Linked DNA regions of Mus musculus: region 1 is linked to region 2. A link is a contact called in public promoter capture Hi-C data. All regions are on one chromosome and are shown on one strand. Each heading gives the region's core, a stretch centred on a gene start, on an enhancer-like site or on the middle of the called end of the contact. The rest is flanking DNA. Distances are from core to core; before and after follow the strand shown. Region 1 holds the start of Lamb2 (laminin, beta 2). Region 2 holds the start of Traip (TRAF-interacting protein).

Region 1 (3,906 bases), core at 397-2,896, 530 kb before region 2:
TGACCTAGCAGGGCAAGAAGTCCACAGATAATGAACCTCGCTTCACGTCCATCACAGACCCCACTAGCTGGGTCCCAGCCCTTACCTCGCCTTCCGTAGACGGCTCGATTTCTGAGTAGCGGGACTCACACACTACATCATCCCAGCGACGTGGCGGGGCCAGTGGGATTCCCGGGAAGTCAGCCCCGCAGTCATAGGAAAAATATCGGTACACGTGCCAGGTGCGGCCAAAGTCTGCAGAACGCTCCACCAGCATAGCAGCAGGCCGGAACGTCTGGATGGGGAAGGAGGACATGTCTGACTAGCAGGAACCAGGACTTCAGTCCAGCCTAGGTTACGGAGAGCTCTGCTTAGTCATGATCACTGCTGAGCATCTCAGACACATGGGAAAGACTAGGAAAGCCAGACCATGATCAGACCAGGGAGGACAGCCACCTCTGACAGGCAGGTTAAAATACCACGAGACCCAGAGAGACTGTATCTGACTTAGCCTAGGAATGGGGCACAAGAGAGCATGTGCAGAGGTGTTCAACTATGGAAGCCATGCAGGACGTGACCATGCTTCACACATAGAGCACAACACAGGAGCTCAGGGAAGCTTCGTTGTAGAGCTAGGACTCTGTTAGGGGGTACTGAGAAGCAAAGCAAAATCAGGCGGGTTCGCTGACGCGCAGGCACCTTGAACGTCATAATGAGGTGGGTGAAATGAAACTCAGCTTCCAGGTCCAGTTGGATGGTGACCATTGGAACCCCTGCAGCAGGAATAGGGGGTCAAGGTTCTGCGGTTACTGGTTACAAGCCCTAGTCATCCTGATGACCTACTCAGGGGCTCACCGTTCTCCGATTGCCACCAGGCTGTCCGGCGTTGTGGCGCAAAGCTGGTGACTACATTCTGGATCCGATGACTATTTGGGTTGTCTCGAGCAGAGAAGGGACGTCGGGAGTCACACAGGAAACACTTCTTTTCGTCCTGGATTGGGTGGAGTGTAGGATAGGTACCTTAGCTGGGGCCGACCCCACCCTGACCCAGCCCTCTCCTCTGGGGCCCCAGAAGCACCTGCAGGTGACTGACAATACAGTAGGGTTGAGGGCTATGCAAGCCACACGTGGATGAGGCCGTCAGTCTGTCCGCACGGCCCACCAACAGGTCACCGGTGGCTGGATAGCAGCTTCCTCGAGAACAGCCAGGTACATCCAAGGACGGGGCCTGGGCCAATGTGGCAGCCAGCACTGAGGACAGTGGGTCAATCAGCTCAGCAGGACTCCTGGTGACTAGCCCCATCCCTTGGGCCCCTGGGAACAGCCTGCCACCCCTGGACCTACCATCACATCCCACAACCTTAGGCCTCACCAGGCCCCCTCACCACTTAGAAGTAGGCCCAAGCGAAGTTCCCATGGCAAAGGCTGTCCCTGCCTGCCCCTCCCTGGTTCTCCTGAGGCCCACTCCATCCTGAAGAAAAGTAAAATAGAGATAAAGAGAGATAAAGAGTCCACAGACGAAAGCCCACCACCTCCCTTGGGGCTGATGCTGACCCGACCGTGTGGGTACTGGGCTGGTGTCCCTCCAGGCCCTCAATCTGTCCAGGGTCGGACCTAGCAGTCACTCCTCCACAATCTGAGAGACTCTGACGACTTTGAGTAAAGTTGGAAAGCAAGGGAAGGAAGTAAAACACGGAGTGGATCTAAAATAGGATTATAACTGAGGATAGCACCCCACCCCCTACCATACCCCTGCCCGCTGCAGACAACCCTCATCCTAAGAACCAGACTTTGGTTACTTCATCCACTTTCTTTTTAAGCTGAAGTTTATTTAGCAGATGTGTACTTAGCAAAGAAGCAGCTTAGTTCGAGGAACTAAAAGGGAGCATCCAAAAAGAAATTAGAGTAGGCTGCTCAAAGACAGAGCATCCTGGTCCACATATCTTCATCGGATCCCTTAAGTCCCGATGTGAACCAGGGGTTGCTGGCAAGCATGGCATTCAGGGGACAGGAAGAGGGCTCGTGGAGTTGGCGGGTGGCAGAGGTAAATCGAGAGGTTTGTGATCTTTGTGTATCAGGAAGGCAGATGGAAGGAGCTTATGGCCTTTGTCCTGGTGTCACTATGGAAACCACAAATCAGCCGCGGGGCTCCCAGGGTTACAGCATCAGTCGGGAGATGGATGGGAAAGGTGCAAGCTAGAATTCTATTGTACCTGTGGAAAGGTTTAGGACGCCCCAAAGGATAGACTAGGACTGAGCTCTCGGAGATACTGGAAAGGCCACGCACTACTGCCTGAAACAGAACTCCGAGGAACTCGACCGTCCATAAGCACTCCAGCAAATGGGTTGCGAGAAAGGTTGCCTGTTTCCTGATTAAAATGGGCTGTGGCTACTCAGTTACCCAGAGGATGGGTTCTGGGTGACAGACTCTGGACCACCAGCAACAAGTGAATCCGAATCTTGTGACTATTTATCCACGCCGGACTTTCCAGTCGCCTGGCAGCCCGGGAGCGGAGGGTTGGAATGCGCGCACCCACTAGGCGCGCGCCCCACCCAGACCCCTGGGACTTCAGGCGGGAAGAGGGTGGGTTCAGGTCCGTACGGCTTGCTTTGAGTGCCACCGCTATGAACAGACTGCTGGAGATCAAGCAAAGATTACTGGAAGCTGCAGGCGCCTGTGGGAAAGCTGAAAGTTCAGAGGAAACTTTCCGCCTCACAAAGGAGGATGGGGGCGGGGCAGTCAATCCGCTGATTTTCCCTGTCACTAGAGTAGACTCTCCTGTCACCTAGAGGAGTCCTGTGAGCAATCTAGGGAAGCTCTGGTATGCTAGAGGTGATAGGTCAGAATTTTAGATCACTCGATAAAGGGGCAGGATGGGGCTAAGGGCATTAGAGGGAGTTACATGATAGTTCTAGTCTCAAGGTTAGACGGCCAATGAGGGACATCATAGAGTCATATTTATTTATTTATTTATTTAGAGACAGGGTTATTTATTTATTTATTTATTTATTTATTTCGAGACAGGGTTTCTTTGTATAGCCCTGGCTGTCCTGGAACTCACTTTGTAGACCAGGCTGGCCTTGAACTCAGAAATCTGCCTGCCTCTGCCTCCCCAGTGTTGGGATTAAAGGCGTGCGCCACCATGCCCAGCTGTCCGTTTTGTTTTTTATTTCTGAGACAGAATCTCCTGTTTCTAGGGCTAACCTTGAACTCACCCCTCCTGGTTCTTCTTTAGTAAGAGATGTGTGTGCCCCGACATGTGCATGATATTCAGGGGATGAAGGCTTGGGATTCATGGATGCCAGGCACACTGTAGCACTTGAGCTGCGTGCCCAGGCAACTGTGAAACACTCGCCAGCTTACTAGCGTTCCCCTGGAAAGTCTGTTCAGCCCTGTGAGTACGCCTCAATAGCATCAAGACCACCCACCTCTGCCTTCCACTCTGAACAGACATACATACACAAGTCAACATGTAGCCACAAAGACACACTGGATGATCCGAATGGCTATTTGCAGGGCAGCCATATCCCAGAGCCTTAGTGCATAAAACAATGTTTTCCAGACCTGGATGTCTGTGAAGCTTGCTGTGGCCTGGATATCCTGGAGTTGGTGAGGCAGGGTCAGATGTGGACTCTGTCTTCCTGCATCCCCAAGTCTAAGCTATAGTTTCCTGGGGCTCCCTGTATGGCTCAGTAACATTGTGCCCATTCCTGATAAATGCTCCAAATTTATGACTGCTATGTCCAGGTTATAGGATATAATCTGTGGGAGGCATTTAGAGAACCCTATGCAATAGACAGGGTTCAAGGGAAAGGACGGATTCCCACAGAGCACAGAAGCACAGGCTGAAAAGTTACTACAAACAAGATGGGAGATAGACTGAAGAATGTGTGTCTCAGCTCCTGCTAACCCTCACTCAGCCTGCC
Region 2 (4,051 bases), core at 1,068-3,567:
AGAATGATTACAAATTCAGGGCCATCCCTGGCTACGCAGCAAGTTCAAGGCCAGCCAAGGGTACGTGAGACAAAGTGCACAGGTGGAAGCCAGAAGTGGTGGCTCTCACCTGCAATCACAGCACTCAGAAGGCTGAGGCAAGAGGACTGCCATGAATCCCAAACTAGCCAATACTACATAGCAAGACCTTGTTTCAAAAACAAAACAAACAAAAAATAGCTATAAGGCCTGGGGTATAACCAGTAGTAGAACACTTGCCTTCCAGGCACAGGACATGGATCTGAGAGACAGGGGAGGTGGGGCATATACCTGCAATCTGAGCTCTAGGAGGCAGAAGAAACAGAACCAGAAATTCAGTCAGCCTGAGCTCTACACAGCAAGGCCTGTTTGTTTGTCTGTTTTAAAAGGCTGGAGAGATGACAGCTTACTGGTTGAGAGTAGGTGTTGGTACTGCTCCTGCGGCTGTCCTGAGTTCAGTTCCCAGCACTCTTATCAGGTGACTCACGACTGTCTAGCTCCAGCCCCACGGGGATCAGATGACCCTGGCCTCTGAGGTTACCCATACTCATATGCACATAGCCACACAAAGACATACACATAGAACACATAATTTAAAATAAAAATAAGATTAAAAAAATCAGCTAGGTGTGGGTGTGGTGGCGCACACCTTTAATCCCAAAATTTGGGAGACAGTGGTGAGCAGATCTAGCTTGAGTTCGAGGCCAGCCTGGTCTACAGAGTGAGTTCCAGCACAGCCAGGGCTACACAGAGAAACACTTTCTTGAAAACAGCAAACAAAAAGACAAGAAAACCCCCACAAAATCCAACAGGTGGAACAAGATAGAAAATACTGAATATGACAAATTTCATCAGTAAGCTCACACTTAAGGCTTAAAAAGGTTCAGTTTAGTACCAAATTTTTAAAGCCAAATATGATTTCAAGAAACAGACCTAAAACATAATTACACAGGAAAGTCCAAGGTGAAAGCTTAGGGAGAGAGCAGGTGATACAAAGTAGCTTTAGTGGCGGGGTTACTTCTAACCTAACTACACAATGGCTCCTTAGGAATGGAGCTCAGGCCACACAACACTGTATTATGTGGTTTTGTTTGTTTGTCTTTTTGACACAAGGTCTGGGAAAATTCAGGCTGACTTTTGCCTTACTTATGTAGCTGAGACTAACCTTAAAACTCCCAATCATTCAGTCTCCACACTGTCCCTCCTCCCCAGCCTGTACTGGGATATGCAACACAACAGACTCTAAGGTCGGTTTTAAACAAAGCTTTGCAAATGGGAGACACCCAGAAGTGTTCACACCACTTCCTGCTTTGTGGGCCCTATTGCCCCTCAAAAACCTCCCAGTCTCCCAAAGGAGACCTCTCTTCTACCTTATTTTCTCTTTGGTTGGGAGCTTTGGATCAGCCTGCTCAGTTGCAAAGGGACTCTTTCGTCACCCACAAGACAACTGAACATCAGGACCCCTCGACGACAGGAACACACTTCCTTGCCATTCCAAGTTAAGCCAGGTGTACTGGAGTGTCTGATCAACGAGGTGTTTCTGGATAGAAACAATCCAAAGCATTCCAGCAAACGACAGACCCTTAAAGATTGCCAGAAACCTATCAGCATAAATTGGTCTGTTTCTTTTTTTGTTTTGTTTTGCGAGACAGGGTTTCTCTGTATAGCCCTGGCTGTCCTGGAATTCACTCTGTAGACCAGGCTGGCCTCGAACTCAGAAATCCGCCTGCCTCTGCCTCCCAAGTGCTGGGATTAAAGGCTTGCGCCACCACCGCCCGGCTGTTGGTCTGTCTCTTGACTCTCAAATAAAATACAATAGCTCGTTAGTGCAGTAAAAGCTCATCTTCGCTCAAACTAATAGTTTTGAAGTCATTTCTTAGCGCAATAAAGAAGCACTCTTTCACCGTGGGCTACCGGTATCACTTCCACCTGGCCCACTTCGGCCCAGGTTGGAAAGCTTCCGTGAGGCTCCTCTAATGTCGTCGTCACTTGTCTTAGTTCGGAGGAGGGATTGTCTCTAGGCCCGACACCCCCATAGCGTCTAAGTGGTTCTAGGACACGCACGGGGCCCTACACCGCCGTCACTCACCATTGCAGATGAAAAGTGTGGCCACAGTGGATGGCAGCCACGTCACGGGAGTGATCGAAGAAGTCGGAGCAGATAGTGCACAGAGCGCGGATAGGCATGATGGCTCGACTCAAGCAGCCCAGGGAACCAGCTGCCAGCGACAGACACAGTTTGGTGGCCGAACCGGCCACCGCTCCGGTTCCTTCAAATTTCGCTCCACCGCACGACTTCCGGTAGTGAACCGGAAGGAATAACAAACCCACGCCTGAGTGCTTCCCTCTGATTGGACAAACTTCGGGGCGGGGCGCTGGAGGGCTGTGATAAGCAGCCCGCCAGCCGTGCGGAATCCTGGGATTTAGCTCCTTCGGGTCTCCTGGGAGTGGGTCCCTGTTTCTACCGCAAAACCCTGCGATCCCCTGTGGCGTAAAACAGTGAAACTACAGTCTGACCCCTATCCCTGCTAAGCCGGGTATTGTCTCAAGCTAGAGCCGGTGCGAAGTGAACCAGACCCCTTCTTGCTGCACTTCAGGGCAGTCAAATAGACTGGAATGCCAAGAAAAGGGGATGATGGTACCATGGCTATGGAAAGTAATAGGCCATACGCTGGCAGCCCACAGTTCCCAAACAGAAAGAGGGCTCCCCACTTTCTAAACCTTCTACTATGGATCATCTTGGAAAGGTGGACACATTAAGTCCTAGCCCTTCGAACCACTACACTAGTCCTGGCTTTATTCAAATATGACCTAATAACCTTTGAGATTAGGTAGACACTGGAGCTAGTAATTTAGCCCTTTCCTCCCAGAATGCCTCATACCTGAGACTGTAGGATGGTGATTTTGGAGGTACAGATGCTTCAAAGACCAGGAAATAACAAACCCTCTTTATTATTCCCACATCAGATAATTTAAGGTCCTCCCTGAGAAAGGCCATCTTGAGTTGAAGCGAGGCTCCTTAGCGATTTTTACGGTATCGTTAGCAGTATTACTCCCTCAGAAGAAGCATACATAACTTTATAAAGTAGGTCTGCTCCAGCCGGGGAAGACAGAATGAAATCTTTTTGGTCTAAGTGGAAAGCACAGGTATTCACAGGAAGTAGGCATCAAGAAGCACAGAACTGTTGTGCAATCCCACCCTCTCCCCACTGTGCCCACGCGCAAGGTCACTTCCTATAGTGGTTGGCCCTGAGTAGATTCCACCTCTAAGTCCAAGTTAAGACAAAGGCTCTTTGTCAACAAGAATCGGAAAAGCGTCAGCCCTTCGGCGCTCAGCTCGGGATAGTTTTTAGCTGAAACACACCACTCTCGTGGGATTTTTAGCGTCCAGAGGAGTCCCATCAACATCATCCAGGTAGACACTGGAGAAGGTGACCTCCACTCTCACTCCAAGCAACACACTAAGCATCAACCGCTACCCAAAAACTGATCGTCCCACAGCCTCGTCCCTCCCGCACTGCCTTCCATAGGCTCCTCCCCAAGAGGACAGAGGAAGCAAAGGCAAGAGGGTGGCCAGAGGCTTTGCAGGGTGACGTTTATTTGCCAGGTTCAGTAGGCACACAGTTAGCCCACCAACCTTCACATACCAGAGCAGACCCACAGGCATGCAGGGAGAAGGGCAGGACCACCATGGAGTGCCGAGCAAGGGCAAGGACCAGCGTGGCTGCCTGTTCAGGCTGTGGTAGGGTCTGACCAAGGGCACCTGCTGAGAGCATCCCTCAGGGAGCTGGGGAACTGTAGTCTACTTCCTCATCCCAGCCAGAGCTACTTCACATGGCTGAGCAATACCTCAGCCTCTGATGGTAGACAAAGAGGAAAAGCCTCCCCATATCGCTGCACTAAGAGCAGAAAATCTGCTGCTGTGAAAAGCATGCTCCCAACGCAGCCTATGAGGTGCTGCCACGCCTCCCTGGGAGGAATAGGATTTACTGCCTGAGCCTGCATGAGGTGGCTATGGCAAAGGTCTCTTTCT

What was found. Promoter capture Hi-C pulls out the DNA fragments that hold promoters and counts their contacts.
Region 1: a contact with region 2 is called in a promoter capture Hi-C map of liver. The contact joins the promoter of Lamb2 here to the promoter of Traip in region 2. A contact is called at or near these places in 3 of 39 promoter capture datasets (the SN4741 cell line, cranial neural crest and liver), 2 of 115 datasets of contacts at active chromatin or transcription factors (bone marrow-derived macrophages and double positive thymocytes) and 1 of 9 other capture datasets (pancreatic islet).

The regions. Positions count from the first base shown.
Region 1 is chr9:108,477,602-108,481,507 of GRCm38.p6, reverse strand. It overlaps Lamb2 (laminin, beta 2), which reads right to left and starts at 1,646. Exons shown (of 33, transcript NM_008483.3): 1 at 1,534-1,646; 2 at 1,365-1,450; 3 at 1,058-1,230; 4 at 835-970; 5 at 679-752; 6 at 86-274; 7 at 1-4. The coding sequence starts at 1,449.
Region 2 is chr9:107,949,229-107,953,279 of GRCm38.p6, reverse strand. Traip (TRAF-interacting protein) reads right to left here and starts at 2,317. Exons shown (of 15, transcript NM_011634.3): 1 at 2,108-2,317. The coding sequence starts at 2,205. Camkv (CaM kinase-like vesicle-associated) reads right to left here. Exons shown (of 11, transcript NM_145621.2): 11 at 3,589-4,051.